2 separate regions of the Anas platyrhynchos genome follow, and region 1 is linked to region 2. Evidence: chromatin contacts called from public Hi-C data. All regions are on one chromosome and are shown on one strand. The core of a region is the stretch at or near the end of the contact, and the rest is flanking DNA. Distances in the headings are between cores, read along the strand shown. Region 1 overlaps GALNT10 (polypeptide N-acetylgalactosaminyltransferase 10). Region 2 holds the start of GALNT10 (polypeptide N-acetylgalactosaminyltransferase 10).

The links. Hi-C and Micro-C count contacts between places; a contact is called where the count stands out from the background.
Region 1: a Hi-C map of subcutaneous adipose tissue shows a contact between it and region 2, with 1.6 times the contacts expected there. The contact joins the enhancer-like site here to the promoter of GALNT10 in region 2. A contact is called at or near these places in 3 of 8 Hi-C or Micro-C datasets (F1 follicle, liver and subcutaneous adipose tissue).

The regions. Positions count from the first base shown.
Region 1 is chr14:6,960,800-6,964,633 of IASCAAS_PekinDuck_T2T, reverse strand. The region is part of intron 7 of GALNT10 (polypeptide N-acetylgalactosaminyltransferase 10); the gene reads right to left. Among named protein-coding and RNA genes, the nearest start is that of SAP30L, 19 kb to the left of the region's middle. Within about 2 kb of position 1,328, at least 4 of the 8 cell types and tissues checked have an H3K27ac peak or open chromatin away from gene starts, as enhancers often do. A contact at or near this core is called in F1 follicle and subcutaneous adipose tissue, where this site is marked.
Region 2 is chr14:6,886,583-6,890,555 of IASCAAS_PekinDuck_T2T, reverse strand. GALNT10 (polypeptide N-acetylgalactosaminyltransferase 10) reads right to left here and starts at 1,328. Exons shown (of 12, transcript XM_072023543.1): 1 at 966-1,328. The coding sequence starts at 1,157.

The DNA.
Region 1 (3,834 bases), core at 79-2,578, 74 kb before region 2:
TTTTCACAGACAACTTCTAAAGTTCAAGGTACTTAATTACATGCCGTTACGGCGAGAGAGAGACAAGAAGAAAGTTGACAAACACTCCTACAGAATTTCATTCCTTTTGTCCCTGCTGTGTCTTAAGAGTCTGGTGCAGAAGAGATGAATATAAAAAAAGAAACTTGCACTCGGCTTCTGTGAAGTTTCTTGTTGAATTAGAAATGCTTCCTATTCTCTGTCTGCTGCGCTTTTTACTACAGAGAGCCACGATGTGATTTCACCACTAGGAAATTAACAGGTAGACCAAGAAAAGAATAGTTTAAGATGTTTTTTTTTTTTGTTTGTTTGTTTCTACGACAGAGGGTTTGTACAAAGCTGTAAGAGCTGCAACAGATCTGTCCAGAACCTGGGAACTATAAAAAAAAACCTGCAGGAACAGCTGAGAAGCCTAGAGCTCAGTTGCACAGGCAGAAACACCCCTCACCAACCTGTATTTTCACATCGTACACTGCACCAGCACCAAGTAAGCCCCGTTGGTTCACAACCAGCTGTGTTTTAGGGTAAAGCAACCCTGAACGAAAACACCAGCTTGTTAGCCCTGCTGCCTGCCCAAACGTTGTATGGCACACCGGGATGAAGGGGTACGGGAGGCTAGACAGAGCGATGAGATGTGGGGCCAAGAGCTCCTTGCTGGTACAAAAAGACTCCAGGCCCACAGGAGGACACTACATAAACCCATGTAATGACATGATAAGAAAAGCCACTCAACTGACTTACTGCATAAGTGAAATTTACGATCAGTTTTACATGCTCCTTTCCTAATCATGCCTTACAATATTTACTCCCCAGTGATGCTGCAACACCGCTGTGTGAAGCCAGCAGAAGGCTTCTTAATTCCTGCTAGCAGACACCTCCACGACCCTTTCCAGGTACTTTGCCAACTCAGTGCTTTTTTAATATTGTCTCATGCTGCAAGTGACAGTGTGGCACTCGCAGTACAAATCTAATTTTAAAAGCACGCTTTCCATTCATTCATTGCTGCTTTGATTTATTTTATTAGCGAGCTTCTTTGTGCAGTGACAGAACTCATTACAACCTCCATAAAGACAATTACCAGCCCTTATCTATAAAACTGGAAGAAAGGAGAGAGGGGAAGAGTGTGACGTGTATCAGTAAAACACAGCTAGCAAAAGCATTAGAAAGTTAAAGGTCAGGGGAATCACATTCGAGGGCCTGTCAAGGAATAACTGCTAGCGAAGCAAACCCGAAATAGCTGCGCGTTAGCTGAGAGAACACTTCCACTCGGCTGGCAATATTTGGTTGTTTTTAAACAAGGCCACAGTTCACAGGCATGACACATCAGAACTTACACTGCTAAAAATACAGCGCTGCCAAACAGCTGAAGCGGCGCTGCTCTGGGGGGAGCTCCTGGTGCCTCTGCTCTAACACTGCCTGCCACTTACTGCATCCTCCTTAGGCCAGGGAGCCAGTTGCTTTTTTTTTTCCTTTTTTTTTTCTTTTATTTTTTTTTTTGGTTGCTGTTTTATAGAAGGGTGAGCTGGTGCCTAACCTCACTAGCTGACATGACAGCAAACATCAGAGCCTGAACTTGATGCGCTTAATTCCAAACAACAATTTACTGGAACGCTGCAAGAACAAGAATTAAAGCTGGTCCGGCAGGCTGGGCTTTACAAAATGATCTAATCAGATCTCATTAGGAGAGAGCAGGAAATCTCTCTTCCTCCCCAGGCACAATTTCACCAATCTACATTTTGAGATAGGAACCTAGCAGCTGACAGATCTGCTGGAATTAACCGAAAACCTGGCTACAGTGAGGTCAGCGGGAATACTGCAGCAGATTTCTCTATGGCTACAATCTCTCCCTAATCATTAAAGCATATACAGAAGTAAGTAACACAGGTGGTATTATTTCAGTCTTCTCAGTGGCCTGGAGAGCCATAACTCCATATTCATAAAGTGACTCAAGAGCCTTTGACTTAGCTATGAAAGCAGAAGATAACACGGCACCTATTCTCTACATGGGAATGTTATTCTGATCCAATTCCCGTTCTGCCATTTCAGAAAACAATGACACGTAAGACAGCTAAACCTCTCCTCTCAAACACACAATACAATACCACGATTGGTGTGTGAACACAAATTATCTGGGTGTACAAGGTTTATGGTTTCCAGAGACTGCAGCACGATGAGCCAATGCTTCCCAAGACAGGAAGAAAAAAAAAACACAAAAGCACACACACACAAAAGAGTGAGTCAAGCCTTGAAAAGAAAGCTGCTTCTGCGAGGCACAACAAATATAAAGCGCATGGGGTGGATCAATGGAGAGAAGCTGGCTGGGTGTCTGAGCATACACTGAAAGGTGGGAAGAAAAGGACACGGAGGAGAAGCCAAGGGGGTTCTCTGCGTAACGAGGTAAGTGAGAGGATGAAAGCAAGGGCAAACAGTAATTCAGGAAAATTGTAATTCTTTGCATTGTAAGCATCAGCTGCCATTACAGCTGGGACTTACGGTTCTATAAAAGATTGAGGTGACTAAAGAGGCGTTGGGATCTGTGTGTTTGCACAATACACACCAGCACGGCTCCTCCTTATCGTCTGGAGCATTTTCCAATAATTGCACAACGATAGCACTTTCCAATAATTGCATTTCACAGGGGGACAGGGGTGTGTGCATGCCCATTTTCCTGCTGGTGCTTGGTGGAAGGCTACTCTGAAATCTGACCTAAGCACTTAGGGTGAACAGAGAGCAAAAATTCTAGTTGACAGTCTGAAACTGATCTCTGCATCAATAGGATAGGAAGGGAGAAAGAAGCCACCCTTCACTGAAGCTGAGAGCCTTAGAGTTAAGCAGGATGTGCTGCTTAAAAAAAGAAAAAGCAAAATGCCAGGCCTGTTTCAGTGTGGGCAAACGTGAGCTGCTGAGAAGCAGCGCCAGTATGTGCCTGGAATAAGCAGCAAAGGCCCCAGTCAGCACTAACTTCAGTGACACAACCAGAAACGTTGTCAGAAGAGACCACTGAACACAGAAACTAGGGCTGTAGAGTTAGGGGCAGCAGAAAGGAAATGTAGCCAGTGCTGCACAGAAACACTTGTGCATGCTTTTTTATCCTTTCTTCAAAATCCAAGAGTGCACTAAAAGGTTAGTATTTGTTAATCCACTGAGATGAAGGAAAATGGTTCTCACACCACACAGACCTGCAGAGCACTTTGCCTGGAGCATCCTGCATGTAAGGCTTACAAAAGGATGCGGCTCGTTCGAATAGGTGTAATGCCAGCAACTAAAATTCAAGACTGAAATCTTCGGTTTCACCTGAACATGACCTGACACAGGAAGACCTTTAGAAGAATTGGTTTGATACACCGAGCTATTCTGCATATACACAAGTCAAAAGAGCACACATTTTTGTCCTAAATGGATAGACTGACTGTCATTTCTAATCTACAAATTCCTGTTTTAAGGGATCGAGATTGCTAGCCAGTATTTAGGGTTAGGACCCAAGTTAGGAAGTTTGTTTCTAATTTAACATTTGCCTGAATTATTTTTGTCCCCACTGTATGCTGTGTTTTCTAGTGAAGCTTTGTGTACACGTTTCATCCAAGAAACAAGGCTTTTATTAATGGAATTTGATCCATCCCCTGGTTAAATGTTTCCTGAGGTGCTAAAGACTGATGGTTTCTCTGCTGGCTTGCTCTCAGCCTGAACGTTCCTTCAATGCATGCAGCAGAGCTAGCTGATGGCAGAAATACATAGGATCTCAGAACAGAAAGGCATGAGACTCCTAAATAAACTTGTTTATTTGCAGTCTCTCAGGCACAGAGTTCTGGATTTTAA
Region 2 (3,973 bases), core at 79-2,578:
TTACTATTCTTTCCATTGCAAGGAGGGGGCAAACTTCCCTTCTTTACTCCTCAGAGCGAAGATCCTGCTTTATTCCCTTACCAAGCCCGGCCAGAAAGGCAAGCAGACCTCTGGTCTCTGGATCCGTAAGCTGCCAAGAAAGTACTCACCGTCCACCTCCACCCCATCCCCTACTCGAGCCCCTTCTCTCCTCAGCTTACGTCAATTCAGCTGCTCCCATTTCTCACAGGAGCCGCGCTCGGCTCCCTCCCTGCAGGCAGCCTCCCTCCTGCCACTGCCTCCTGGGGGGCTGCCTCCCCCTGGGCTCAAACCACCAGATCCCTGCTGCTGTGGGGCAGCTGCTCCCCATCCCCGTGTACAGAGGGGCCAGACGAGACCCCCCAAACACTGAGATGTGGGCGGGGGTCCTCAAAAGCTCAGCCCCATCCTCCAGGCATGCACGAACACAACACACCGCAGCTGAGCTCTGGCCCCCACCCACTGCAGCCCCACACTGCTGGGCACTCCCTACACACACAGCACCCCATATACGCCCAGGACCCCCCCCCCAGCATCCCCCACAAATCCAGAATCACCCCCAAGACCCCCCCAGCACCCCCTATGCCTCCACAATCACCCCCAGGACCCCCCCAGCAGCCCCATACACACTCCAGAACCCCCCAGCACCCCCTCCAAACCCCTCACACCCTCCCAGTACCCTCCCACTTCCCCCATACACTCCCAGCACCCCCCTAACACCCCCTAAACTCCCAGTACCCCTCCAGAAGCCCCCCTCCAGTACCCCCCACAGCCCCTACCACTCTCCAAGGACCCCCCCAAGGACCCTTTACACTCCCAGTACCCCCCCAGCAGCCCTCCCCTCCACTCCCAGTACCCTCCCAGTACCCCCCCCACTCCCAGTACCCTCCCAGTACCCCTCCATTACCCCCCCCCACACCCTCCCAGTACCCCCCCCCCTCACTCACCGTCTCTTCTCCAGCCCCCACCTCCACCACCACCGCCGCCCCTTGCCCTGCAGCCCCCCCCCCGCCACCACCACCGCCGCCGTCCGGCTGCCGCTCCCGGTAGAGGGACCAGAGCCCCACGTTGGGCAAGAAGACGAGGGCGGCCAGCGCCAGCCCCACCGCCTGCAGCAGCCGCTTCTGCTTCCGCCGCATGGGAGCCGCGGGGAGAAGGAGAGCGGCGACGGCGAGGAGGAGGAGGAGGAGGAGGAGGAGGAGGGGATGAAGGCGAGCAGGGGGGCGCGGAGCCGCCCCCGCCCCGCCGGAGCCCAACTTGCCCCGCGCGCGAGCAGCGCCAACTCCGGCACTTCCGCTCCGCTCCGCGCGAGGGGGCGGGGCCTCGCCGGGACACGCCCACAAAACGCCAAAAGTGGGCGGGGCTTAGCACAAGCCACGCCCCCCCTCCCCCCTGTGCCACCCCCCCCCGCCCTCCCTGGAGGTGCCCCCAGGCAATTAGCGCCCTGCGGGGGGGTTGCGGGGTTAATTAAGCTGCCCGTGAACTGGATGGGTTGGCTCAGCATGTGTTCTTTTTTCTATTTTTTTTTCCTTTAATTCATTTTTTTAATTATTATTTTTTTTATTTTAATTAAATTTAACAGCAGCAAAATTGGGGGAATTTGGGGAATCTCCCCCAAAATGGGGGGGTGGATCTGGTCCTTATTTACGAGCCAACTTGCCCCTTTAGCTAGGAAGGTGCCCGGCTCGGCTGGTGCCAGCAGCAAGGCTGTGACACCACTGGGGCTTCCGCTAAAAATAATAATTTAAAAAAATAATAATAATAAAAAATATATTTGGTCTTTTCCAGCATAAAGAAGTTGTTATTTCGCAGAAGGGCAGCAAAGGGCTTTGAACTTCCCCAAAGTTCCCCGGGCCGCCAGGGGGCAGCTGCTGGGGGGGGAGCAGCTGGGGGGCGCAGGCTGCAGCTCCCGAGCTGCGGCACGTTCAGGCAGCTCCTGCTCCCCTTTTAATTATAAATGAGGATTTGTCGCCAGCTGATTTCCCTTCCATTGTTCCTTCCTGGGCGGAGAAGATGGTGACTCGTGAAATGCCTCTGCTCCTGCCTGGGAGGGGTCTTCCAGCATCACCAAACCACCCCTGGGCAGTGCGGAGGCTTTGGCCACTGCTGAATAATGCTTGGCCACCAAAATCCTACAAAAAAAACTACGGCGATGTTATCCCTGCTTTCTCTGTGAGCACCTAGGCTGGAAAGCTCTGCTGCCTCTGCTTTAATCCTGCAGCCATATGGACCCCGACAGCATCATCCCCAGCCCCTTCCCTGCCTCTGCCCCCTTTGAGAAGTGCTCGTGCCCCAGCAGAGGTCTGTAGGTAGGCACGCGGGACTGCGTTCTGCCCTTGGCAGAACATCCTCGTTTATATAAAGAAATGACAGCCACAAAGTTGGAGAGTTAATTAAAACAAAGCTACTGGCTGGCTTGACACATGCTTAAATGTGGGATTCTGAGCCTGCTTGCTAAATGAAATGTTTGCCTGGTGTATTGACTTCAGCGGAGTCGCACGAGCTCAAATTGGGGCAGGAATTGGCCGGTGCTGCAGGTAGATCAGTTTTGTACCTGGGAGCATCCCAAACAATCAAAGCGTCTGAAGAGCCTCGTAGCAAGGGCACCGTGGCTGCTCCTTGGTGATCACACTGGAAATGGATGCTCTGGGTTTCTCCTACCTGCTTCGTGATGGATTGAATCCCCTTGGGGTTACCAAGGAAAACCATTTATACCCATGCAGCCGCCTGTACAATAAATGGGTGGACTTCCTTGCATCGCAGCAGGAACATGGGGGGGGTCTAGAAAGACCCCCGAGAAGTGTTTGCAAGCCTGGCTTCAATCAAAGCCACGGGCAGATCTCCAGGAGCCCCAGGAAAGCTGCTGGCACCTGAGGGGCTCCTCGCTGTGCTCCATGGCACCAGGGAAACGCACTGCCGAAACACTGCCACGCTGAGGCCAGTCTCTTTGACTAAAAGCCCAGCGTTTCTCCCTCTCCTCTTTCTCCTGCAGTGTTTTAGCAGAGGCAGAGCTCTCGTTTTGGCCCGCTAGGTGTAATGCCTTGGGGATTAATTGGGTACATGCAAAATAAATGGGGATTTGCTTCTGAGACAGGAGAAAGACTGCGGATGTTAAGCCTGTAGTTGGAAAGGGAAATGGTGTACCTTGCCGAGGTGCTTTTCAAAACAAATATAGGATGAATTAATAGCAGCTCAGTCCCTGTGTGGAAGCTCTCTGCTAGCGAGCTGGGTTGCCCGGCTTGCAGCTCCTGTGCTGAGACGCTGCAGGGGAGGGCGCAGCACAGGGGCAGCGGTGCCAGGAAAGCTCAGACGGAGGACGAGGAGCTGGGTGCAGGAGGAGCTGGGCCAGCAGGGGCTGGTGGAGGGCTAGAGAAGAACACAAAGTGCTAAGGGGGGTGTACAGAGCAGGAGCTGTGGGATAAAGCCCCCGGATGGCACGGCAGCACGGGGACGAGATGGCAGAGCCCTGGGTCAGTGCTCCTCTTCTGCTCTCCTCTGGCCACAGCTCCTCAGGGCAAGGACTGATGCTGGAGAAGGGCCGGATTCTGACCTGGGGATGCCTGCAGGGGTGGGCAAAGGAAAGCAGAAGGCCCTTTACGTGCTGCAGAGAGCTGCCAGCTGTGCCAGCCCCTCTCTCCAGCCTGGGAGCGAGATGAGTGCTGGCTTTCTGAGCCCTCTGCTGCTGTGCCAGCCTCGCCACAGCGGCTCTGGAAGAAAATCCTGCTGGAGGCATGGCACAGCTTCCTCTGACAGCAAGGGGGAAGCGATGATCAAAATACCACTCAGGAGCCTGCTAGGTTTTTGGCTCAGGTTCAGCTCCATGTTGCCACGGCAGGGGTTGGAGAGCAAAAATCCAGCCCAGACCTCCGTGTCCACACTGGGCCGGTGGCAGATGACATCCAGAAAGCCAGCTCTGCCACACCGGCTGGGACTGGGGATAAATGTCTGTATGCTG